Regions from separate parts of the Mus musculus genome. Here regions 1, 2 and 3 are each linked to region 4. A link is a contact called in public HiChIP or PLAC-seq data. All regions are on one chromosome and are shown on one strand. The core of a region is the stretch at or near the end of the contact, and the rest is flanking DNA. Distances in the headings are between cores, read along the strand shown.

Region 1 (5,892 bases), core at 2,947-5,446, 810 kb before region 4:
TTTCTTCCTCCCTCCCTTTTTCCATCGAAATCTAGCAAGCCTGTAACCAGAGCCCAGTGATATTGTAGTCAAAACCATCACCATGTAGTTCTCTCCAATTGGAGCGCAGATCTCCCATGTGTTTGGAAACACACTGAGTTTCCGATACTTTTTAATTTTAAAGTTTTAAGTCATTTTAATGAGGCTGGGGAGATGGCCTAGAGGTAAAGCCACAGGGTAGCTCGTAGCCATCCAGGTGCCTCCAGGGCACCGAGTGCACAGAGGGTCCGCACGACATGTATGTGAGCAAAACGCTCGTGCACATAAAATAAAATAAGCCTACGTTTTAAAAGTCAAGGCTCTTGGAGTTAGGTCCTTTTTGTCTTTTGGAGACTTTCCCAGGTGTGACTTGGATTTCACAATTCAGTTTGCTAGACTGTTCACCAAGAGACACTAGGTGAGTGGAGCTGCTCAAAGGCTCCTTTGGGTATAAGATGATGTCACGCAGGTTTAGATTCCTAAGACACTGGCGTTCTTTAGAATTTTACCACATAGAACTCAGCAGAAAAACTGGGCATCCATTATATGTAGAATATTCAGAAATTTTTATTTGAGATATTTGAAAAATAATTTATCCATATTAATTGAATAATAAACTCAAATTAATTAAAAAATCAATTGACTAACAGACTGAAACTCTAGGATCTGTGTTTTGTGGCAAACATTTTATTTATTTGTTTACCTATTTATTACAAAAATAAAACTTAAAATAATTACCAGTGGGCATGGTATTTTAAGTCTTAGAAGCAGTTGATCACAAGGATATTGTCTCAGTGATTCTGTGGACTTGTAGATAGAGAGGAGTGGGAACAGCACAGGTGTCTACAGTTCACGATCATGGGATTGCCCAGTAAAATTCCCATCACAGCCTCCTCCACTGTGGAGTATTGCCCAAGAGGAGGAAAGTGAGAACTCAGGAGGGACACAATCCCAGACAACAGAGGGCCCAGACAGAGGTATGACATAGATCCAAAAAGTACACGATTTTCCCTGTCATAAACCTCACCCTACTGACTCTGATATTTTGTCTTTAAATTTTTAATTATGATTTTTAATTATGTGTATGTGCCTTTGCTTATTGTGGTCTTTTACACATGCGTATAGTACCTGCAAAGGCTGAAAGGTGTCATATGCCCTGGATTTGGAGTTACAGCAATGGTCACCTACTTGATGTGGGTGCCGGGAACTGAGCTGGGCCCTCTGCAAAAACAGTGCATGTCCTAACTGCTGAGCCATCTCTCCAGCCCCAAACTCTAGCATTTTCGTCTTTTAGGTTGTTTCGTTTGAAATAGGGTTTCATGTAGCCCAGGGTGGCTTCAAACTCACTCTGTAGCTTAGGCTGACCTTCAGCTACTGGTCTTCCCGCTTCCACCTCCCAAATGCTAGGGTTATGAACAAACACCACCATGTCCATCCCATTCTGTATTTCAATCCTATGTCAAGACATTACAAGATGAATGGTAGACAAGACCCAAAGGAGCCACAAAGCGTCCAATGTAGGCTGATAATGTAGCTCCTCTAAACCACTTGCATTACAAATTTCCACAGCTATTTAGATGTGGAAAGAACTGAGTTTCTGTTAAATACTGGTAGATACATTTATTAACTCCTTTCTGATGACAGGCATTTTCCCTTTCTGGAAATACTCAGCAAATTATTGACTTCTTACTGTGGACTTTTCTCCCGTGGCTTCAAAACCAGAACATAATTAGAAACATTCAAATTAAAAGTGTAGATAATACTATAGCATTTTTAAAAAGTGGGGTCTCACTGCATAACCGAGGCTGGCCTCAGACTCCCATGTTGCTATCAAACTTGTAGGCATCCTTCTGCCTCAGCCTCTCAGTGGATGCTGAGACTGCAGGCCTGGGAAACCATTATGTCTCTCTGGTTCCCATGCATGCTGAGCTGCAGTGCTGAGACTGCGGTTTCCAGGTAACTGCACCTGTAAAAGTCTTTCCAGTAGATATATACCTGAGTCTGCCCTCCTGGCTTTTATGAAATTACATCGTGAGGATAAGACCATCCTACCCATCAGTATTATCAGTCCTCCAGTGAGTGGGGCCCGTGAACCATTTGCCACGTTCCCCTAATTTGCATGGTCCAGAATCTAGGGATTTACTGTAGAATCACCTTTGCTCACACTCTTGAAGGATAAAAAAGGAACTAAGAAAAATGCCTTTACCATCTGGTCTTATAATATGCTTTCTAAGTAAGTCACGGTTTCTTCAGACGCACTTCTGTGACCAGTCACAATCGCATTGCCCATACTGTTAGCTCGGCAGGGCTCCTGTGTTGACGGCAGCATATACTGGCCATTCTCACCCCTGTTCTTGTTGCTTCCTAGACAACCCCGCCCTGTTCTGGTTCTCCAGGCACATCTCACTCTGGGGGAGCATCTCCTTCAACCTGGCTGTGTTCATCAACCTGGCTGTGGCTCTCTTCTACCCATTCGGGGATGACGGTGATGAAGGCAAGTGCTTGTCTTTCTGCAAAAGATGGATGCCTGGGGAAAAAAAATCACAAAAAAATTCTCAAATTGCATTCCTTAAGTCTCTAGAGCTTCAAAACAAAGAAGCTTAGTTCTCAATGAATATTTTTTCTGTATTCATTGAGAGTGTAGAGGTAGTAAGTAGAGTAGACTGAAAACCGTGGCCAGTAGAAATGTTGTTTTACAGAAATTTCATGAATGTGTAACTACTGGGGGGATTATGTTGCTTCCACATAATTAGAGTGATCAAACATACTTTATTCTGCGTTATCGCAGTTATGTAAGTGAGAGCCTGATGCGCAAGTATTTTGATGAAAGGATCACAATTATATTTTACTTTCTGTCTTGTCTGGGTGTTTTGTAGTAAGCATACCCACAAAATACATGTTTTGATTCTATAATACTGTACATTTATAACACTAATAATCTCATCCTTAGAAACACACAGCCTACAATATACTGAAATGGTGGACAATGAAGGATATTGACTATGAAATTGGTATCATTAATCTGGTAGTGCATGAGCTTTTACAAAAGCAAAGACAGGAATTTGAAGTGAAGCATGAAATTCCATAAGAATTGGGTGGGGTTTTTGAATATTGTTCAGGTTTAGCAAATTGCTTGAGAACAATCTGTTACAGGTATGAGGTACAACCTGGAGAGTAACTTTGGAATGGGTAGAAGAATGGGTGGGAGGCAAACATGAGAGAAATAAGCAAATAATAGCTTTGGAGTGACCCTGGGGCACATAGGGTTGGTGAGATGCTGTCAGCAGAGCATTAGCAGTTCCTGACTGTTGGACCAAGAGTGGTTGTTAGAAGGTGAATACTGTCACTGCCATCCTGAGGGAGACATGAGAGATGGTACCATAACAGCAACAGCTATGTAAGCAAATCTCAGAGGAACTGGAGACAATGAGGAGAGATGGGAGCCCAAGAACAACTGACCGTTTTCCAGTCTTTGTCAGATCCCATGGGCATCAAAGCCTTCATCTTAGCTGCAGTTTGAGCTGGCATAGTTGAGCTTGTTGTGTTTCTGAGTGCACAGCAGGGATGGGGGAATTGTGAACAGTAGAGCAGGCAAGTCACTGCATAGCAGGAGAACGGCAACGAATGCATGCATCCATCATGTGGGCAGAAGTGGGGATGCCTTTCTCTCCCCTTGATCTGGTCTTACTTTGGTGATGAGCTCTTAGTACAGAGGATCACAGATCTTGAGGGTAAGAACCCATCACAAAATGATCAGTTACTATCTCCTGTGCTCAGACCACTGAGGTTACATGGCAGAGCCCCAGTAAAGAGAAATACAGTCTTTAAGATGGAGACAGACCTGGACATCATCTAATATCAACCTTTCATTTGACATACAGAGCCATGAAAACCCAGTGAAGACCTTCAGCCCCTAAAAGAAGCAGATATAACAAACATGAGGCTGGAAGACACAGATCCCTAGGCCATGTAGAGCCTGGTTACTGGGAACAAGTGTAAACATCACTCTTGAAAAAGATTTTTGAGTCAATAATAGTAGCAAGATGGAGGCTCAGTCCTAGGATGCCAGAGTGTGGGTGCTTCTTAGGGAAGGCAGAGCATACACATAGGGCACCATAAAACCCCATGATGAGTCTGAGTCACATGACTACAGTCTGTGTGAGTCAGCTCATGACAACTTTATGACTAAGGTTAAAGTCTTGATCAAAGTCACCACAACCTCTAAGTCTTGACCACACACTGCATATATGGGCAGAGTGGGCAGATATGCGTGGCCACATTGTGCAGAAGAAAACTGCTGTGTGCTGGTGACAGTTCTTGATGCTGGAGTTTTTCAAACAGGCTAAGCACCTGTTCTTTAGGCTTAATTCAAAACTGTGTAAAGACAGGGCGAATGTAAATCAAAGTTCTCCTAGTAAGTGCCTTGGAGTGATGGGGGCAGACAACACGATAGGCTCCAACTGGAAAGGACTTCAGCAGACAGATCTGAGAACGTTTTGAAAAAAAAAAGATCGACAGTCGTATACTATAAAGCATAGAATAAAACCAACCTGGGGTCTGTATGAATAGGGAAAAGATGATGTTCTTTTTGCTACTGTCCCAGTTAAGAAAGTTGAAGAGTGATAGAAATTGTATGTCACCGTTTGGCTAGTCATAATACTCAATGAATGCTCAAAACAAGGGGTGACTATGAAGAAAAAACACAAGAGCGTTGTACTTTAAGAATCTGCCCGTGATATTCTTAAGCAGTAACAATGGGGAGAGGAGTAACTGTAAAACAGAGAAACCACTCAACAATCGTGAGTGATACCCAGGGAAGGCAATCGTGAAAGCACCCAGCAAATTCAGGTCAGACAGACGTCTGTTAACGTGGGCTGTACTGTCCACCCCTACTACAATCTGCTTCAGAGTCACCGAGCCATCATGGCAAGGGGCCAGCAGAGGCAGGTTGCTTTCCTCCTCCAGACATAGTGAATGGTGAGGTGTCAACCATGCTCTCGGAAGCAACTCAGGCTCAACTGTCTCGTACACACGTGGGTTACCATGTTGGAGAACAACATCCTTCAATCATGAGGATGGTGTGCAGTGACTCAAGGAAGATGTTTCAGGGGAGATGTTGCTCAGATGACCACCCTGAGAGACACCATCCACGTCTACTGGAGCTTTAACTGCTAGGCTTCTGTGGAATTTGTTTATGCTAGGGATGGTTCCGGCCATGCCAACTGAATTGTCCTGGCAAAGTAGTCAGTGTTTTTTTTTTTTTTAATCCCAAGATAAACAAGATTTTTAAACCTAGAGGGAGTTCTTCTTTCCTCCCCACATTTTGAATGTACTTCTTCCTCACAAGCATGTTTGCTGAGGAAAATAAGGTTCTTCAAGGTGATTTCAACTCCCTCAGTTTCACAAGTGTTGTTGGGTACCACTGTGCAGTCGGCATAATGCTAGGCTGAGAGACCCTAAGATTAGTAAAGCTGTTTTACCTCAGAGATCTCAAGGTCTAGTTAAAGGACCAAGAGATGAGAAAGACGCAAGACCAATGATGACCAGTGGATTTATGGATGGATGTTGACTTGATCTGGACCTGGGTGTAGGAAGCAGGAGTCTAATGAGCCTGCCCAGGAAGCAGAGGGTTGGGGAGAGCCTAGAGTAAGAAGCAGCCATGCTGGACAGGAAGCCACAGACAAATCATCATGAGACCAAGCTGAGTTCCAAGATGACTGACATTGAATTTTCTTTTATAAAGGACCAACTTCTTACTTCTGAGATCTTCAAAAGTATAGAGGAATTTCTAAAGACATCATCCCAGTAAATATAAGATATGCTTATTATGTGAAATTAATAGAAATATGCAAAACATTAAAGAAAAAGATTCCC
Region 2 (5,965 bases), core at 2,578-5,077, 930 kb before region 4:
TCCTAGCAGACAGAGTCAGGCTTAGGGATACACTGTCATCCTAGTAGACAGAGTCAAGCTTGGGGGTACACTGTCATTCTAGTAGACAGAGTCAGGCTTAGGGATACACTGTCATCCTAGCAGGCAGAGTTAGGAGTAAGAGTACACCGTCATCCTAGCAGAGTCAGGCACAGGGTATACCTGTCATTCTAGCTACATGGGAGGGTAGCTACATGGGATGATGCAGGAGGATTGCAAACTCAAGAAGACACAGAGAACCTTTGTTGCAAACTAAGGAAGATTCATGAATTAATGAAGGCTGGGAACTTCACTTGTACATATTTAATGAAAGATGCATGAATTAAGGGAGGCTGGGGACTTCCCCGGTGCTCATCATGTAAACATGAACTTGGAGGTGCTCACAGTGTACCCAGATCAGTTATTTCATGGCAAGATACTGGAGCCATGGGCATAAATAATCACCGAAACTACACTGGCCTAAGTAGTATATCTTTAAGATCTCATTTTCTGTACTAGCCAAAGCTGAATGGTTTTGAAGAAAAGCTTAGTTCCTTTTTGTATGCTAAAAGAATACATGTGATCAGAAGTTATAGACCAGTTCTATCCAGATCCGCAGCTGAGAAGACGACAGGGAGCTAGGCTTTGGCACAGTGTCTCAGCTTTATCTACACAAGGCTGGCTGTCATCTTCCTCTTCCAGTTGGTCCCTTCTGTCTCGTGCTACAGTCACTCTCTGTGGAGGTACACAGCTGAAGTCCCATCATTTGGGAGGCAGAGGCAGGAAGATCAGGAGTTTAAGGTCTGCTAGATTATATATTATGAACTACATGAAACTATATCTCAAAAAACAACAAAAATATTTCTGTTAAAGTTTCTTCATGAGAGTGGATTCTTTCTGTCACCCTCACAGTGGGCTCTTTTCCTTGCGGCTTATACTTTCCTTGTGGTTTTTATTTGATCCCAGCTCATGCCATCACAAGCATGGCTCTTATCTCATTAGGTTCGAGAAACAATAGCTAGGATACAACTGTCAAGTAGACACTCATAGATGCTGGAGAGAGGGCTCAGCAGTTAAGAGTGTGCACTGCTCTTGCACCTGGGTATTATACCTGCACCCACATCTGATGGCTCTCAACAGCTTGTCACTCCAGCTTCAGGGAATCAGATGTCCTCATCTGGCCCCCATGGGCACTGTACTCACATATACAAACCCAGACATGCACACACACAAACTATAGTTAAAAAACAAAATGAATCTTAAAAAAGACTCTCATGGAAAGATGATGCCATATAATATCATATTCCATGACATGGTCATATTATCACAGAACGATATCATCACATCATATCATACATCATCCTGTCATATCATGTCATCATGTATTACATTACAGCATTATCATATATAATTTCATTTATATATCATATTTATTTATAATATCACATTATAGCATATCATTTAATAATATATGATATCTTCATTGTTTTATATATCATGTCATATTATATCATCATATATATCATGTCATATACTATTTCATATTGTTGTATAATATCACACTATATTTTGATATGTATCATCATGTATCACCTCATTAGATTGTATACTATCCTATTCTGTCCTGTATCATCATGTCATATCATAGCATCATGTCATATTATATTACTATATATTATACTATTTCATATTATTATAATATCACATTATATTATATCATATATCACATACCATCACATATATCACCATATGTCACCATATTATTATCATCATGCCACATATAAAATCTATATATATATAATCATAAATATCATCACACAATATTATATATCATCATGTCATATTATCATATTACATCCCATTATACCATGCCATCACAACTTCAATTATGTAATAGCTTCATCATGTAACATGTATCATCATGCCATGTTATATTATCGCCCATATATATCATCTATATGCATATCATATCATTTCATATCACACACTCATCATATATCACATCATGCCTTATAATCATACCATATCTTCATATCATATCATAGATTCATATATTTCCATATTATCATATCATCACATCATGTCACACCATCATTGCATACCATATTACATCATGTGATATCAGTATATATCTTCATAGTTCATATTCAGTCATATAGTTCAATCATCTGTAAACCTATCTTCATATCATAAGATTTCTTCTATTTGAAATCTCTTGTTTCTCACTTCTTTACTGATTGCTTCTTGTTCAAAATGGAGACTCTGAAAGCAGGGACTTTGACTTTTTTGTCATCAGGGCCTGGAAATTTGTTTCTGATAAACAGGATAATAAATGTATTTGTTACTCTCTCGTCACTGAGATAAATATTTCTACAAAATGACTTAAGGAGGAAGCCCTCCCTGAATGTCTTTGGCTGATGTTTCACAGACACAGTCCACTGTGGTGGGAACAGTGTGGTGACATGTGTCTAGCTGTGACCACAGGAGCCCGAGGTGGTTGTTCCCTTGCACCCACAGACAGGAAGCAGGGAGCCATGAATGCTGGTGCTTAGCTCATTCGTTTTTATTCAGGTGGAGACCCCAGCTGTTGGGCCAGAGCCACCTTAGGCAGGGTGGTTCTTCCTTCCTTGGTCAAATGTCTCTGGAAACACCCTCATGGATACATCCAAGAGCACTGCTAGGTGTTTCTAAATCTTGCTAACAATGTGATGGTAACCATTGAATGGGTGCACATTGATTTATCATAGTCTGTGGACTCGGGAGACATTGCCTTGGCTAGTTTCAAAAGGCAATATGACAACAGATTTGTGTTTAAAGATCAAATTAACTTGTGTGTGATTCTAGGGTTAGGCACCTCACACCCCCCACTCCACACACAGTATAAAACAGAATAACTTCCTATGACCTAGTGAAGGTTGGGGTTTCACAGACAGAAAGGGGCTGAGGAGGGCAGAGGCGGGACACTGAGCTGGCCAGCTATTTGAAAGTTCCTTTCTGTATAACGGGAAAGCAGAGAGACATCCACAGCATGGCAGGGTTGGCTCCATCTCTCTTGGAAACTGGCCTGTTTCTGAACCCAGTCAATACATCCTTCTGATTAGGTCAGGTGTCCTGAGACATCAGGCAGTCTACAAGTGTGGCTTCCCATGAAGTTCAGCCATTGCGGGGACCCGTGTGAAACTTTACAGCTCAGATACACAATCATTTTGGCTTTGGCTTTCTTTAAAAATACACAGCAACACTGAGATTTGGCACAGCTCAGACATTTAAGAATATAATGTTTAAGGGAATAGAGAATAATATATATGTAAAACATGGCACAGCCTGGGCAGACATATAGTTATAAAGCCTTTTGATGCATTTGTGAAGTGGTAAACACATTTCTTATAAATGCAAATATCAAGTGTAGTTTGCATGTGTGAAACACCTGTTTCTAAAGTATTTTCAAAGTACCATTAGCTCAGCCTGTCTGTCATCCAAAATCTTCATCATGTATGCACTGGATACATACGTGGTAAGAAGACAGCAGACCTACTCACTCAGCCCTTCCCTCCCTGTGAGCAGTAAGCGCTTGCTGGGTGCTGAGGAAGGTTAAGGCGACAGGGATCTGTAGATGTGCCTGGTTAGACATTGTTCCTCAGTTCACCCATTCCTGTAAGCACATGGCAGAAGGCTTCCAGCCTGTGATATTTGCAGCTCGATGCAGGGAAACAAATGCACACACATCCCCGTGGTTCTGCATTCTTTTGTGTGACCATAACCAACCTCACTCTATTTTTAAACATCTAATGTTTGCAGTCATCTCTAACGTGAAGGAAGAAAGTAAACAGCTAGGAGTGGACCTTCTGAGTCATGACGAATGCTGTCCTGTGATGTTGTTAGCACACCAGCAACGCCAGAGAACGCCTTTCTCCTTAGCATTGTGTTTGGAGTTTGTTGATCTTAAAAATATTGCTAGAGTTTTAATGCACTTTTTCTCTGCCATGTGTGAGGAAAAGAACTTTTCCATATGATTGAGCCACCAGTATTTCCTTTGCTATGAAAGGTCATATCCGGTAATTTGAGTTCAACCGTTACATAGTAAGAAGTGAGCTCTTTGACTATTTGGTAGCTAGTTTTCTTACATTTTCTTTGAAATAATTTATTTTTTTAGCATAAGGAATACATATTCACATATTGCACATTATATTATATACTATATGTTATATAGAATGTGTTATAATGTAGGTAATAATAACAGGGCTTCTTAGTTTGTGTCGGTGTTTGCACACATTCCTGTGTGTGCAGTTGTGTTTAGGGCAACCCTTCTTTTAGAGAGGTTCTCCATGGGTCTGGGATCTTCCAAGTAGGTTAGTGAGTCCTGGGTTCTCCATCTGTGTCCCTAGTGCTGGGTTTCAAGTGCACGCTGTCACGCTTGGCTTGTTCTGGACTGTGGAGCTCGGCTACTCGCCCTATGAAGCATGCGTTTTACTAAGCCGTTAGCCCAAACTGATTTCTTTTTAAAGTTCAATTCCATTTTCAGAATAGCGTCTGTCGTTCTGCGGTGTTGTTCCATCCTCAGAGGATTTTCATAGTTTTGGTTTTTCCGTATCTTTCTGGTGTTACTGTTAAAAGCCTTGAGCTCTGTGGAAGTAAGTGTGGTGGCCCATGTCTGCAACCTCTGCACTCAGCAGACTGGGGCCATAAAGACTGTGAGTTCCTCCTGGTCACAGAGAGTGAGATAAAGAAAGGGGAAGAGATGGGAGGGAGAGGTGGAGGGAACAAGAGAATGGGAGGGTAGGGGAGTCTGACTTCGAGACATCTAGTATACACTTACTTACAGGTTGTGTGGCATGGACTCAGTGTTATCTTTCCAGATGACTAGTCAGGCCTTCCTCTCCTGTTCTTGGGTGACCGTAAGAAGCAGGTGCTTTGTTCAGGTAGAGGATTGCAGGAGCATCCATGTGGTAGAGTTGGAGTGTCACACAGGCAGCATGTATCCGTGCTTTCAATGTTCTTCCTATTTAAAATCTCTACTGGGTTGGGGAAATAGCTCAGTCAGTGGAGCACCCACAAGGGGACCTGAGCTCAATCTGTACAGCCATATGAAGAGCCTTGACATTGTGCCATGTGCCTCTAATTCCAGTCCTGTCAAGGCAGAGATAGGAGGATCCCTGGGGCTTACTGGCCCAATTCCAGGCTAGTGAGAGAGGTGGGGTCAGTAAATACAGGCAAAGTTGTCGTTTGGTCTCCATACAGGCATGTGCACACACATGCACCCTTGCACACACACACACACACACACACACATACACACACACAGAGGCACACACAGGCACACACACACACAAAGGCACACACACACACACATACAAACAGAGGCACACACAGCTACATACACACACACACACACACACACACACAGCTACACACACACAGTGAGTGCTCCACTGTCTGAGCTATTTCCCCAACCCAGTAGAGATTTTAAATAGGAAGAACATTGAAAACACAGAGGTGCACACAGCCACACAAACACACACAGCCACACATACACAAGAGGCACACACAGACACACACACACACACACACACACACACACACACACACAGGCACACATACACACAGAGGCACACACACACAGAGGCACACATAGCTACACACACACACAGCCACACACACATATACAGAGACACACACAGGCAGGCGCACACACACACACTCACACACACTCACTCACATGCACGCACACAGGCATGAATCCTGTGTGCGGATTTATTCTGAGGACTTTGCGCTGGAGAGCAGGTGCAGCTCCCGCCCACGTCTTCCTCCTCCAGCTCCAGCTGTTCTGGTTCTGATGGGCTGACACCCAAGCACATTTTCTAATTAATGCTCCTCTCCCTGCTGCCTCTCCCCATACCTGTCAGTGTGTATATCTAAGCACTTTTCCATGGCACCTCTCACAGAGCTGTATGTGTTTTCAGAAGGTTCG
Region 3 (5,843 bases), core at 406-2,905, 640 kb before region 4:
GCGCAAAAGTTATTGGCCAGGTACATCGTCCTCTACCTTTCCGTGGTGACTAGAGAGGAAACCTCATCATTGCCAGCAGAAGGGGGTTTGACACCGTGCTGCCCGTACAGCCACAGAATCTGCCTTTCATCCTAAGAGCAATTTTAGGCTTTAAGTCAGAAACCTCTTAATCCTATTAAAGAAATGTACAAAAAAAAAAAAAATGAGGAAAAGCATCAGAAGAGAGTGTGAAGCCAGGCTAAGTAACACCTCTAACAATCAAAGCCACAGCAGGGGTTGGTGGACCTTCCTGTTCCCAAGCTGATGGCCCCTCAATGGCCTCACCACCTTGGAAGTGGTCTTAGAATCACAGCCAAGTTCTCAGGGCCCAGGAAGAGAAAAGAAAGCTAGTTACAAGTCTCCCACCTGTCCAGTTGTGCTGCCCACCATATTGGCTGTGGGTGGGGCTCCTTCCACAGGATAAGAAGACTTGAGCCCTAGTGGGTAATGCTGGCAGTGTCGACCTGTTCCTGACAGGCTCCAAAGAACTTGCTTCTTCTCCTGGGCTTGGAGATGGTGGCTCAGTGGGTAAGAGCACTTGCTCTTCAAGCACAGTGACGTGAGTTCAAATCGCAGCACCCTTGTGAGGATCTGGATGTGACTGCACTGTGCCTTGTAGCACTGGTATCAGAAAGGTGGAGATGGGTCAACTCTGAGAGCTTGCTGGCCGCTGGCCAGTCAGCCTAGCTAAAAATATGGTCTTCTGGTCCAGTGAGAGACTCTATCTTAAGGGGATAAGGTTAAGAGCAATAGAGGAAGACACCTGATGGTGCACAGGGTACACGAACCTACACACTCATGTACATATATCATATACACCACAGAAAAGAAAAAAAAAAACAAAACACTTGCTTCTCCATGTCTACCTATTTGGCTGGGAGACAAACAGAGGCAGGGGAGGAAAGGGGGAGAGGGAGTACACTGTATAGGGATGTACATATACATATATGGAGGGAGGGGGTGACCATGCATGTGTGGGCCATGTGTAACCATGCACTGTATAGAAATGACCACGCATTTGTACACCTGCATTGAATCAGAACTCAGCTGGCATTTCCCAGGTGCTGCGCACCTTAGGGCTTTTACTTGCTGTTGCTATTGTTTGAGATTGGGGCTCTCATGAGTCTGAGTCCACTGGTTAGGCTGGGCTAGCTGGAGAGTGAGCCCCAGGGATCCACCTCCTTCTGCCTCCGCATCTCTGGGATTACAAGTGTGTGCCACCACACCCAGCTTTTCAACGTGAGTTCTGGGAGACTGAACTTGGGTCCTCGTGCTTGCGATACACTGGGCCACAGCAGCTTGGACTTCTGACCTCAGCTCTGGGATGTCACTGGCTTTGTTCTTGCTGTCCTGATTCCAGGACTACATCTATACACAACACAGCTCTGCTTCTTTTTCTTCCTGGCACCCACAAAGGTCTCCATCTCACCTCAGACACTCATTAACACAGGTGTCTGGGGCTTCCCTAGAAATGATGTGGCTTTTGCTGCTCCTACTGGGCAGAGCCTGCTGTGGCCTTCCCAGAAAAGCCTCTCTCCTTTGTCCTTACAGGGCCTGAATTGGCCTAGTTCTGGGAAGCTGCCCAGTGGGAACCAACCTTGTTTGCAGTCCTTGTCTGTGTTTGGCATAGGGGAGCCTTTCCTCAAGGGACAGCCTGTACCTGAGCTGACTCAAGCCGAAAGGGTGGCCTGGCCTTCCTTTTCCAGATCTGTGGTTTGATAGTATTCCCGACCCAACCACAGTTGCCTTGGCAGCAGGCAGTCCCTGAGGCCTGCCGGGAAAATTCCATACTCCGATTTGGCACCTGTTCCTGGTAGCAGACAGGCCTGGACTGCTAGGGAAGAATGCAGACATGATAAGTTAGATACTGAACTGGTTGGGGCAATGGCAGTCCTTGCAGACAAAAGGAGCCCGAGAAGCTGAGTGAGAGAAATGGCTTCTTGTTGCTCCCGTGTGGGCAGTAAATCCCTGCCCTCCCCAGGATTGCCCTGGTCTGGCAGGATGGAGCACAGATGATCCCCGATGGCCTACGTGCCAGCCACAAGCCACGCTTGAACACTGCTAGTTCAGCCTCCACAGAGAATCCCTTCTCCGGGGATGAGAGCTGCTGTTCCAAACCCCAGTGAACTGGAACGCATCCACCCTGCAGTGCTCTGTGGCTGGCTGAATCGGGATGTTGGCCTGTGTGTGTGGGAAATGTCGCCCGTTTCTCTGAAATCTGAGTATAAAAAGCCATGTGACCATACAGGAGCTATAGTTCTAAAAACGTTCACTGCCTTGTGCTTGATACCCTCAGTTCCTTGGGGTGGCAAGCAAGCTTCTGTCTTAATGATAGTCTAGCATAAAATAATACAAATCGTTGATTTCTGTTTTAGCCTGCTCATTCCAAATGGCTGGTTCGGAACAGGTGAGAGATGAAGGTGAGAAGAGACAGAAATAATACTCCACGACTGTCTCTTTGGCTCTGGGGACATCTCCTAAGAGGTCAACGCTCCTCCTTGTGCTTTGGAGCGTGTGTGTGTGTGTGTGTGTGTGTGTGTGTGTGTGTGTCCGTGTCCCATGCTGGGAGCTGGGAAGCGGGTCCAGTCTCCTGCAGCTGCGGTGCCCAGCCGAGCAGAGAGGGAACAGCGGGAGGTGCAGGCAGGCATAAGCTTTGGTAAACTGTTGTTGACATTACATTTTATCCACAACTAAAAACCACCTTTGAAGGAATGAAATAAAGCAAAATAAACAAAACAAAGAGAGGGAATAGTGAGAGAACCCTGTTTTCTTTACTGGGAGGAGAATGGAGAAGGAAAAGGATAAGGACCCACAGAGCCCTCAGGCATCCCATGGGAGATGACAGCCACTGCCCTCCCCAAGGCATGCTGAAAGCACCAGCCTCTCAGAGCAGAAGGGAGGGTTCCTAGTTGGCACCTGAGAGGTTTCCAGGGCAAGCATCCTGACCAAGGAGTGCTGCTGTGAACAGAAAGGACAGCCAGGAGTATGCCCAACAACACTGCAGACAACCCAAGTGGCCAGGCTTCTATGCCATCTCAGAGTCCTTGAACTACAAGGCAGGGGTCCCAAGCCTCACCGGGAAAAGGTTCTAAGTGTCTTGCAAATGGGAAAATCCTTATAATGAGTATGCATAGAAAAGGCATGAAGTCATATCACCCCAAAGAGGCAGAGATGGGGAACTAGCAGAAGTGAAATAAGCCCCCAGCCAGCACCCTTTGATGGTGACTATGGCTATAAAAACTTCAGAAGCCCACAGAGGGAGAGAGAGCAAAGGCCTCAGAGGGCAAAGACAATAGACATGCTGTGAGTCTGGCATGCCTTCACCTGGCCTCACATGGCTCTCATGGTAAGTAGAGGCTGGAAGATGGCTGTGTGCTTGCTGATAGTGGGTTGTGTGCCCAGATACCCTGTGACTCACCTGCAGAAGGCACTCACCACACTCCCATCTGCTACCCCTGCTCTCCGCCTCCAAACAGAGCTGGCAGCTGGAGATGGCCCAGGGACTGTCACTTTCCCTCCCTTTTCCACCCCACCTATCAGAAGTGACTCAGTTCCCATCAGTAACCCCTAGCTGTCCTGTGGCTTGAAGAACACTCACTCCTGTGTTAGCCAGCTAGGGCTGCTATGATGAATCCTCCCAACGGGTACTTCCAACAATAGAAACGTATTTTCCCACTGTGGAAGCCCACAGCCAGAGAGTGAGATCCACCACCAGGGGTGGTATGCAGAAAGCAACCTCTCAACACCATGCTGCTTGGCTGTGTGCCCAGATCCATGGAGACCAGCCGAACTGGATTAGAAACCTCCTTATCAATCTCGTTTAGCCTTAGAGCCCTCTTTTAAGGGCTTCAAATATTGCCATGTGGGAGTTCAAGGTTTTACATATGGATCTGGACTCACAGAGACACTGTCCTGTCCACAACACGCTTGGTAAATGTACTATCCCTGACGTGATTCCAGAATGAATTCCCTTTAAGCAGGAGGTAAGCCAGGGAGCCTAGACCCACCACTGCAACCCTGCTAGCATGGAAAGGAAGCCCCGTGTTTTTGTCTCCCGGCAGGGATGGTCCAGGCATGGTCAGCAGAAGGTAATTTTTTTGTTAGTTTGACTTTGCCCTTGGAGGTGGGAGCTCAATTTATGTTGTGTTTCTATTCCCATCTATGTTCCTCAACACCACAGTTTATTTAGGGACTCGTGTATCCATGGAGACACGGAGAACTTCTGGGGGACTTCTGGCCTGCTCTCTTGCTGCCCGGGTGCTCTCTACCACGGACATGAGAGTGATGATCTTAGCAGCAATTCGTCACGCCTCCCACAGCAGCATCTGCCAGACGCCCCGAACATTTTACAGATGAAACAAACCTCTCCATTAGTGATAATATGCACTCGAACCTCACAAGCTCCTCACAAGAGGAGAAGGAGAGTGTGACTTACTCTAAATTGTTTTGATTACTGAGTGCGTGTAAGTGAGCTGCGGTACAGGGAGATTCATGAGTAGCCTGAGACCTTTACTGGGAGCATGGCGTCAGAGCATGCGGCCTCCCAACTTCTAATCAGCCTCTTTTGCCACACGCCAGAAGGAGGTGAAGGAAATAAGACATCTGATTTTAATAGAATATTTTTAAAATCTCTTTTAGAGTAATATACCTTAAGGAAAAGATATATCTGACTTGGCAAGGAAAGTTGTCAGTCAAATTCATGAGACTTGGGGTCTGTGAATCGGCTGCTTCCATGGTTTATGGCAGTGGGGGTGCCCAGGTGGTAGGCCTTGCCTAGGACAACTTGCTTTTCTGGTGCTGTGTGTGGCACAATCCTTCTGGCCATCATACAGAGCGTGGCCGGATGAAAGATACCAGCATTAGACGGCTGGCCTTCTAGAAAACAGAGAACCCCGTCCTTCTCTCAGGTTGAAGGAAGTGCACTGTGAGGCCACTCTATGGCAGATGGAGATGCACTTATCCATCTCCATGTTGCTAATTCCATTCAGGAAGATCAAGGGCTCTTTCCTAAGAGGGAGCTAAGGAAGTGCTCTCTCTCCCTCTCTTTCTCTGTCTCTCTCTCTCTGTCTCTGTCTCTCTCTCTCTCTCTGTCTCTCTCTGTCTCTCTCTCTGTCTCTCTCTCTGTCTCTCTCTCTCTGTCTCTCTCTCTGTCTCTCTCTCCCGCCTACAATCTCACTTTGAGAATTGGAAATTTGGGGAGGGTGTGGTGACATTCTCTCACCAACCACTCCTGGCAGATAGAGCTGAGCTTGCCCCTCCCCCTTTCCTTCAGACCTCAGACTAGATTTAGAAGCCTCCTCAACAGAACAGCTGTCAACAGAGGGCTTTGGCCACAGGGTACCTCCTGGGCAGCTCAGATTTCCTAGTACGCCACACTGCCTGCAGGCTTCTCACCCTCCTCTTTATTCCTACCCAAATGAGGCCAAGTCATAGACATGATAAGATGTGGTGGATAATGGAAAGGGTCCAAGCAAGGTGGGGGACTATAGAGAGGAGCATCTCATACGTATATGCACAGGCATCACCTGCCAATCTGGAAAACGCACGTGCTCTGATTGGTTAAGTGTGGAATGGGTTCTGAGAATCAGCTAATATATTTGTTTCTTTCTAATCTAACATAACTATATTTTTATCTGTGCATAATCATATTTAACAGTACCATATCAGATAATTCAAGTTTGGCAGAAGGAAGTTGTTCTTTCTTTAATGTTCTCATCACAAAGCATTTAGTATAGCTGCTAGACAACACAGTAAGCTGAGTCCAGAATCACTATTTAAAAATCTCTGAAGGAGGCTCTTTGGTC
Region 4 (6,659 bases), core at 2,627-5,126:
ATTCTCAATACACAAGATGCCTATACAATACTTGGATAATGATAAAAGCTGCTCACCTAGATTAGACAAATTATTCCAATATTCTAACCTTTATGATATCATAACTACCTGTGGCTGCTCATAGTTATGCTGATTCACGTCCGACGCCATCTTCCTTTCTCCATGGTCTCTGCTTCCATTTCTGCCTCCAGATTCCTGCCTGAGTTTCTGTCCTGACTTCACTCAGTAGTACACCATGACCTGGATGTGTGAGCTAAGTACACTGTTTCTCCTCCCAAGCTGCTTAGAACACTGTGAAGATTCAATAAATGAAAACAAGGGAAACCCTTACCATAGTGCCCTACAGCCAGAACTCAGTCCATGGTGGCTATACCAAACACATTCCAGCAGAGTCCAGGAGACAGAAGTGGTTCCCAGCTCCGTGCCACGCTGGCGTTTGCTGTAGGCTCCACACCAAGCGATGCTCTAAAATCTATCTGTTGGGGCATCATCACTACTGTCAATGGGTGGGTACTACTGGAGATCAGGTGTCAGAGAGTACGAGGACCTTTGCTGTGTCATGCCACAATAGAGGACCGATACGGGGGCCAGTCACATTTTTCAGTGTTAATGTGTTTTTTAAATGTATCCCGGTGGCTGGAGAGATAACTCAGTAGTTAAGATACTTGCTTCTTTCTCAGAGGAGCCAGGTTTACCCCTCAGGACCCACATCCAGCTTGCAATAGTCTAACTCAGTTCCAGAGGAACCTGAAGCAGCCTTTCGGTCTCCAAGGGCACTGCTTGCACAGAGCATACACAGACAAGAAGGCTCACACACAGATACATACATGAAATTAATTGAATTTTAATTAAAAGTGATAAAATATGTGTGGGATGCCTGTGTGTGTACGTGTGTGTATGTATGTATGCATGTGTGTATGCGTGTACATGTGTGTTTATGTATTCATGTGTGTGTATGTGTGTGCGTGTGTGTATGTGGGTGTGTGTATGTATGTGTGTGTGTGTGTTCATGTGTTTTTGTGTGTGTGTTCATGTGCGTGTGTGTGCGTGCGTGTGTGTGTGTATGTATGCATGTGTGTGTATGGGGGGGTTGGGTGTGTGTGTATTTATGCGTGTGTGTGTGTGTGTGTGTGTGTGTGTGTGTGTGTGTGTGTGTCTGGACCCCACGGAAGAGGTTAGAGGACAGCTCGCTTTCTCATTCCACGTGAGTTATGTTTAGCAAAATGCCGTGAGCTCTCATGGGCTTAGCTTCTGACATCCCTAAGAGACATTCTCAGGGCACACTCCGCATTCCTGTCTCTCACAGCCTGTCCCCCTCTCTTCCGCAGTACCCCCAACCCTGATATGCACGAGTTTTATTGCTGGTATACCTGTTTCGACTGGGCTCCACAAGATCTCTTGTTTCCTGTATTTGATAAGTGTGGTTTTCTGCAAAGGTCTCCATCGGTTGCAAAGAGACGTCTCCTTGATGAAGGGTGAGGACTGCACTTACGTCTGAGGATCTGGAGACTCAAACGGAATGTTTAAATGTATTCCAATGGAATCACTGTAGAGGTGGTACCCCCGACTCCTCCCTTAGACCCGAAGATGTTGCTAGGCAGCACCCGTGGGCCAGCTCTGCATCAAATGGCTCCTCCTGCTCTCCCTACAGGTGCAAGGGTCATAGCCTCCCTGTAGGGGAGGGCTTATGAACATGGAAAAGTGAATGCTAGACAGATGAGATCAGCCTCAATTTACCATATGGACCCACAGCCCAAGGAGGAAGGATGCATCACACCTCTATGGGGTCCATATGGCTGCTTGACTCAGGAACAGGGAACTGTGGAGGACCGGCTTCGTGGTATGGAGAAGGGGAGCTGAGCCCAGTCTTTACCCATGTATGTGACTGCTCTGCTTAAGTAACTCCTGAGAGACAGGCATGTGCTAGGTCTGGTCCTTTCAGTGAAGAGGTCTGCTGGAGCTGGGGGCTCTGTGTGAGAGCAGGAGGGTGGGTGCTGGGGGATTGCAGCTAGGCCAGTCGGAGCTCCCCCAGGTTTCCCAGCTGTCAAGGCAGAACTTAACACTGGTCAAGGCCTGACATTGCAAAAGGGGCCTTCCAAGGAAAGTCTGACAGATGATTGCTGGCACACCCTGATGACTCGATGTCAGGGTGCAGGTAAGAAACTGAGAGGCAAGGTCTGTCGCAAGCCTGGATGCTCTTCTTCCAGGCCAGAGTTAGATTCTGGCTACAAGAGCCCTGTATACCAGCAAAGTTCTCTCAAGTTCCCAAACACACAGAGCCCATGGCTCTGAGATTTGTTCTTTCCATTGAGATCCTACAGACTTGAGTTCATCTTCTGCTATGCCAATGTAATAATTTGGAGGGAAGTATGTCTTGGGATTGTATAAGAGCCATCTGTGGGAAGCGTGAGTGATAAACCCCACGTTGGTCTAAGGTTGTGACCTGAGAGCCGTGGTGAACGAAAACTCTCCTGTCCCACAGAGAATTTACATGGGGTTTGTACATACCAGCCTTGATTTATTTCTCTGGCTTAGCTGCAAGGTGCATGTTATTCTCTGGGTATTTAAATATCACCAATAAATGACAAAGTTAAATGCTTAAAAATTTTAGTTAACTGGCCTCTTCAAGTGTTTTCAAAGAGACAAATGGGAAGAGATACAATATGTTAGTGGACATGAGAGAGTGGGGGAGGGGACATTTGGTGGGCATAAGCAAGTAGGGGGGTTGGTGGACATGAGAGAGTGGGGGAGGGGGCATTTGCCTCTAGCATATTCAGCACACCATATGGATGTTTTTGTCTTCACAATGATTTAAGAAAACATATTTTTCTAACTTTGCAGATGAAAAAGTTGAGCCAAGAGTATCCAGTAGCTACCACAGGAGAACCGCTTGTTAGCCAGAAGCAAGATGCAGTGGGCTGCCCACCTGGTCTCCAGAGTGTGTCTCCTCTGCTGACATCAGACCCATTTCTTCAGCATTTCAACACAAGTCAAAGACAAGCAGCTTCCAGGAAACTTCTAGTCCCTCCACAGCAGGTGAGTACTGCTGAAGCCTCCAGCTTAGGGTCCTTAGCCTCTGCAGTGTAGAGACAGCCATTGGGCTATCCAGCCCTATCAAGTCAGTCAATCTGGTGAATTCTCATGGATGTAAGTATGTGTATATATGTTTACACAGTCACAGTGTGTGTATGCATTCTCCCTGCCCTGTTCCTCTAAAACTCTGACAAACCACAGAGGAGTGCCCAGAGGTCACCAAGTTCTTGCTCCCAGACTAAAGGACTGCTCATAACATGAGGTACCTGCATCTCTAGAACCTGTCTGTCTCTCCACGTCTTTGCTCTGGTGTCAACTTTACCTGTAACCACTCTGTTACCATGACAGCAAGGCAGGAAGCAAGAGAGTGTGGGGACAGTGGAGGAGTTTGAACATGACAATCGAGGCTTAGTGGCCCACACCTGTCACTCCAGTAGTAGGGAGGCCAAGACAGGAGGATCTCCAGTCAAGGCCAGCATGGCTTACAGAATGAGACTCTATCATCCAAACAAACAACACACACACACACACACACACACACACACACACACACCCCAAAACAAAACATACCAAGGAGAGTGGGTGCATCATGCAGGGCCTGGTTACCTGCATGGTCCACTCGGCCATACTTGGAGGCCATCTGGACCCACTGAACCTCAGAGTAGAGAGGATGAGGAGGCTTGTGAGTCCTTTTCTGTCTGTCTAAGCGCACAGTGAGCTCACTCACTGCCCTGGGTGGTGTCTAGAGGATTAAAGAAAACAAGAAATGAAAGCACTAATCCTGGTGCCTAGCACACATCAATCACCAAGTGTGAGACCGCAGCGCCGAGGATGGAAGCTAGCGCTGTGCTCAGTGACAGCCTGCACAGTCATGCTTGAGTAAAAGCTTCCTGGTGTGGACTTGAAGGATGAATAACAGGAATCTGCATGTCGTGGGGGTGGCATGCGAGTGGGTGTGTGAAGCCTCATGAGCAGGATGTGCAGGGATAAAAATAGCCCTCCAGGCAGCTGGTAAACACCTTCCATGGGGAGACAGTAAGACACCATGGTCTTCTTCCCATTTTCCAAAATGTCATCTCTCATCAGCCAAGAGCTTTGAAGAATGTTTGGTCCTAGTGACTCATCACCACCATAAACCAATCAATCACTGTGACTCATTCCCATCCCTGTTGGAGCAGCAATACAGACAAGTAGTGTGTGAATGCTCGAGAGTATGTGAGTGTGTTTGTGTGTGAGAATATGTGTGAGTGTATGTGTATGTGAGTGTAAGTGTGTGTATGTGACTGTGTGTGTATGAGTGGTATGAGTATATATGTGAGTGTGTGTGTGACTGCATAACTGTGTGAGTGTATGTGTATGTGAGGTGTGTGTCTATGTGAGTGTGCATGAGTGTGTATGAGTATATATGGGACTGTGTGTGTGCATGTGTGACTGTATGAGTGTGTGTGTATGTGAGTGTGTATGTGTGAATGTGAGCCTGTATGAACGAGTGTGTATGTGAGAGAGAGAGAGAGAGAGTGTGTGTGTGTGTGTGTGTGTGTGTGTGTGTATGCACATGTACACATACAGATGTGCCTCTCTGCACCTGAGACTTGCTTTCTGCAGAGTAGAGAACATTCGTTTAAGCACAGGAGAGTTGATAGTGGGCTGTTCCACCATGAGAATCAGCAATGGTGGAACGACACCAGCGTTAAACAACAAAATCCAAAGGACGGAAAGAGTCAAGCACTGTGCTTGTTTTTTGGTTGGTTTTATTTTCTTAGTGGTTGAACCCAGGGCCTTGTGTGTGCGAGAAAAACACTACTTCTGGGCTGTTAAAACATCTCTATTATGCTGACATTTTGTGATGTGGGCCCAAGAAAGTATTATAAAAATGCATATTTCAATGCAACATTTAAAATTTTCCTAGCACCTGGAAATAGTGATGAACCTGATGATGCTTCTCTTGACCTAACGGCGCGGGAAGGAGTGGAGAGCCCGAGAGAAGCCATGTTGAAATGCTCTCTTTCACTTGGTCGTCTGCACTCAGGCTTCCTGTGTCTGGTATGTGATCATGCCAAGGTTAAACATTTAAGAGAAAAGTAGGGAATGCGAAGACATTTCAAAACGTTGTGTCAACTTAGCTCCTTCCAGATCTAAGCCCCAGTACTAGCTTATTATATTTTGAATAGATATGGAGAAATAAATAATAAAAGCAGCTTCATTTGCCACTGACGGGCAACATATGAGCACAGCGTAGAATGTTCGAGGAGGCAATATTGTCACTGAAGCAACTGAACCAGACTTACACACAGCAACTGTTAAGTAGCTAGGGCAGTGAAGGGCAGGTACGCATAATGCTACTTCCAGGTACATAAAATACAACTACTTATTATTGACTTGTAAGCTATGGGTTAGAAGAAATATAAACAAGCTCAATACAGTGTTGACTCTGGGGAAGAGGAAGAAGAGAAAGAAGGAGAAGAGACAGGAAGTGGACTCAGCTTTATCATTCAGGTTAAAAACAACAGAGTAAGCTGTTGACAGCTGGGACTGGAAAGGCAGCCGGCACACCTACTAAAAGTGTGCCCTCCTCCTGTGGAGAACTAGAGTTTGGTTCCCAGCAGCCATGCCCCATTCACAGGGCTCACAGCTGCTATCAACTCCAGCTCCAAGAGAATAACCCTCTAACCCTCTGCTGGCCTCTGCTGGTAGCTGTAGTCAGTTCTCTCTCTCTCTCTCTCTCTCTCTCTCTCTCTCTCTCTCTCTCTCTCTCTCTCTCTCTCTCTCTCTCTCTCTCCCTCTCTCTCACACACACACACACGCATGTGTCATTTCAAACTCTTTTAAAAGAATGCTGACATTATGACTTAGCTACACGATTGCATTTTTATCTTAGAATTCTTCATCAGACTTTATAAGTCTAGTGTGACTAAAAGTACAGTTCCAAATAAATGAAAGATAGTATATTCTGAGCCAAAGTGAACTTTTATAGCCATGAAACAAAAGATAGTAATAAATCAATACATTAACCAAACAAAATTGTGGGGAAGTCGGGTAGATGGGCTATAGCAAAACAGGGAGACCATGATAGGTTTCATATGCTATCTGATGTGGTCTGCGTTAATATATTCAAAGTGGAAGATGACTCACCAGATAAAGGAAGGCCTGTTTCCAAGCCTGATGACTGGGTTCCCTGGAGAGAGACCTGACTCTCACAAATTATCCTCTAATCTCCACATCTAGCCTAGGCACATCTAACCCTAACCCTAACCCTAACCCTAACCCTAACCCTAACCAAGCACACGCACACGCACACACACACACACACACAAAATGCAATTTAAAATTATAACAGTATGATGAGGTTTAATCTGAGAGCCAAGAGGATGCTAGGTGTGGTGGTTTGAATGAGAATGGCCCCATAGACTCAGATAGTTACTTGGTCCCCAATTAGTGCAACTGTTTGAAAGGATTAGGAAGTATGGCATCATTGTTGAAGGACTGGGTATCACTCTTAGGGGCAGGCTTTGAGGTCTCAAAAGACTCATACCATTCCCAGTGTGCCTGTCTCTACCTCCTACTTATGGATCAAGAAGAGAGCTCTCAGCCATCCCTGCCTCCGTGATGTGAGCTCTCAGCCATCC

What was found. HiChIP or PLAC-seq counts read pairs in DNA pulled down with a chosen protein or histone mark.
Region 1: a contact with region 4 is called in a FOXA1 HiChIP or PLAC-seq map of pancreatic cancer cells. The contact joins two enhancer-like sites. A contact is called at or near these places in 2 of 39 promoter capture datasets (cranial neural crest and second pharyngeal arch cranial neural crest) and 1 of 115 datasets of contacts at active chromatin or transcription factors (pancreatic cancer cells).
Region 2: an HNF4G HiChIP or PLAC-seq map of pancreatic cancer cells shows a contact between it and region 4. The contact joins two enhancer-like sites. A contact is called at or near these places in 3 of 39 promoter capture datasets (the C10 cell line, cranial neural crest and frontonasal cranial neural crest), 1 of 15 datasets of contacts at CTCF or cohesin (large pre-B cells), 4 of 484 Hi-C or Micro-C datasets (the HL-1 cell line, bone marrow-derived macrophages, embryonic stem cells and 1 more), 1 of 115 datasets of contacts at active chromatin or transcription factors (pancreatic cancer cells) and 1 of 9 other capture datasets (embryonic stem cells).
Region 3: a contact with region 4 is called in an HNF4G HiChIP or PLAC-seq map of pancreatic cancer cells. The contact joins two enhancer-like sites.

The regions. Positions count from the first base shown.
Region 1 is chr6:146,184,060-146,189,951 of GRCm38.p6, reverse strand. It overlaps Itpr2 (inositol 1,4,5-triphosphate receptor 2), which reads left to right. Exons shown (of 57, transcript NM_019923.4): 48 at 2,387-2,512. Gm35768 (a long non-coding RNA gene) reads right to left here. Exons shown (of 5, transcript XR_003956373.1): 5 at 686-2,545. Among named protein-coding and RNA genes, the nearest start is that of Gm35707, 10 kb to the left of the region's middle. Within about 2 kb of position 4,196, at least 44 of the 459 cell types and tissues checked have an H3K27ac peak or open chromatin away from gene starts, as enhancers often do. A contact at or near this core is called in pancreatic cancer cells, where this site is marked.
Region 2 is chr6:146,302,718-146,308,682 of GRCm38.p6, reverse strand. The region is part of intron 34 of Itpr2 (inositol 1,4,5-triphosphate receptor 2); the gene reads left to right. Among named protein-coding and RNA genes, the nearest start is that of Gm35596, 86 kb to the right of the region's middle. Within about 2 kb of position 3,827, at least 8 of the 459 cell types and tissues checked have an H3K27ac peak or open chromatin away from gene starts, as enhancers often do. A contact at or near this core is called in the HL-1 cell line and pancreatic cancer cells, where this site is marked.
Region 3 is chr6:146,006,478-146,012,320 of GRCm38.p6, reverse strand. All of the region lies in intron 2 of Gm32838 (a long non-coding RNA gene), which reads right to left. All of the region lies in intron 1 of Gm32914 (a long non-coding RNA gene), which reads left to right. Among named protein-coding and RNA genes, the nearest start is that of Gm32914, 4.7 kb to the left of the region's middle. Within about 2 kb of position 1,655, at least 102 of the 459 cell types and tissues checked have an H3K27ac peak or open chromatin away from gene starts, as enhancers often do. A contact at or near this core is called in pancreatic cancer cells, where this site is marked.
Region 4 is chr6:145,371,293-145,377,951 of GRCm38.p6, reverse strand. LOC105247329 (a long non-coding RNA gene) reads left to right here. Exons shown (of 4, transcript XR_001785414.2): 2 at 1,329-1,475; 3 at 2,842-3,036. Among named protein-coding and RNA genes, the nearest start is that of Gm38926, 26 kb to the right of the region's middle. Within about 2 kb of position 3,876, at least 93 of the 459 cell types and tissues checked have an H3K27ac peak or open chromatin away from gene starts, as enhancers often do. A contact at or near this core is called in the HL-1 cell line and pancreatic cancer cells, where this site is marked.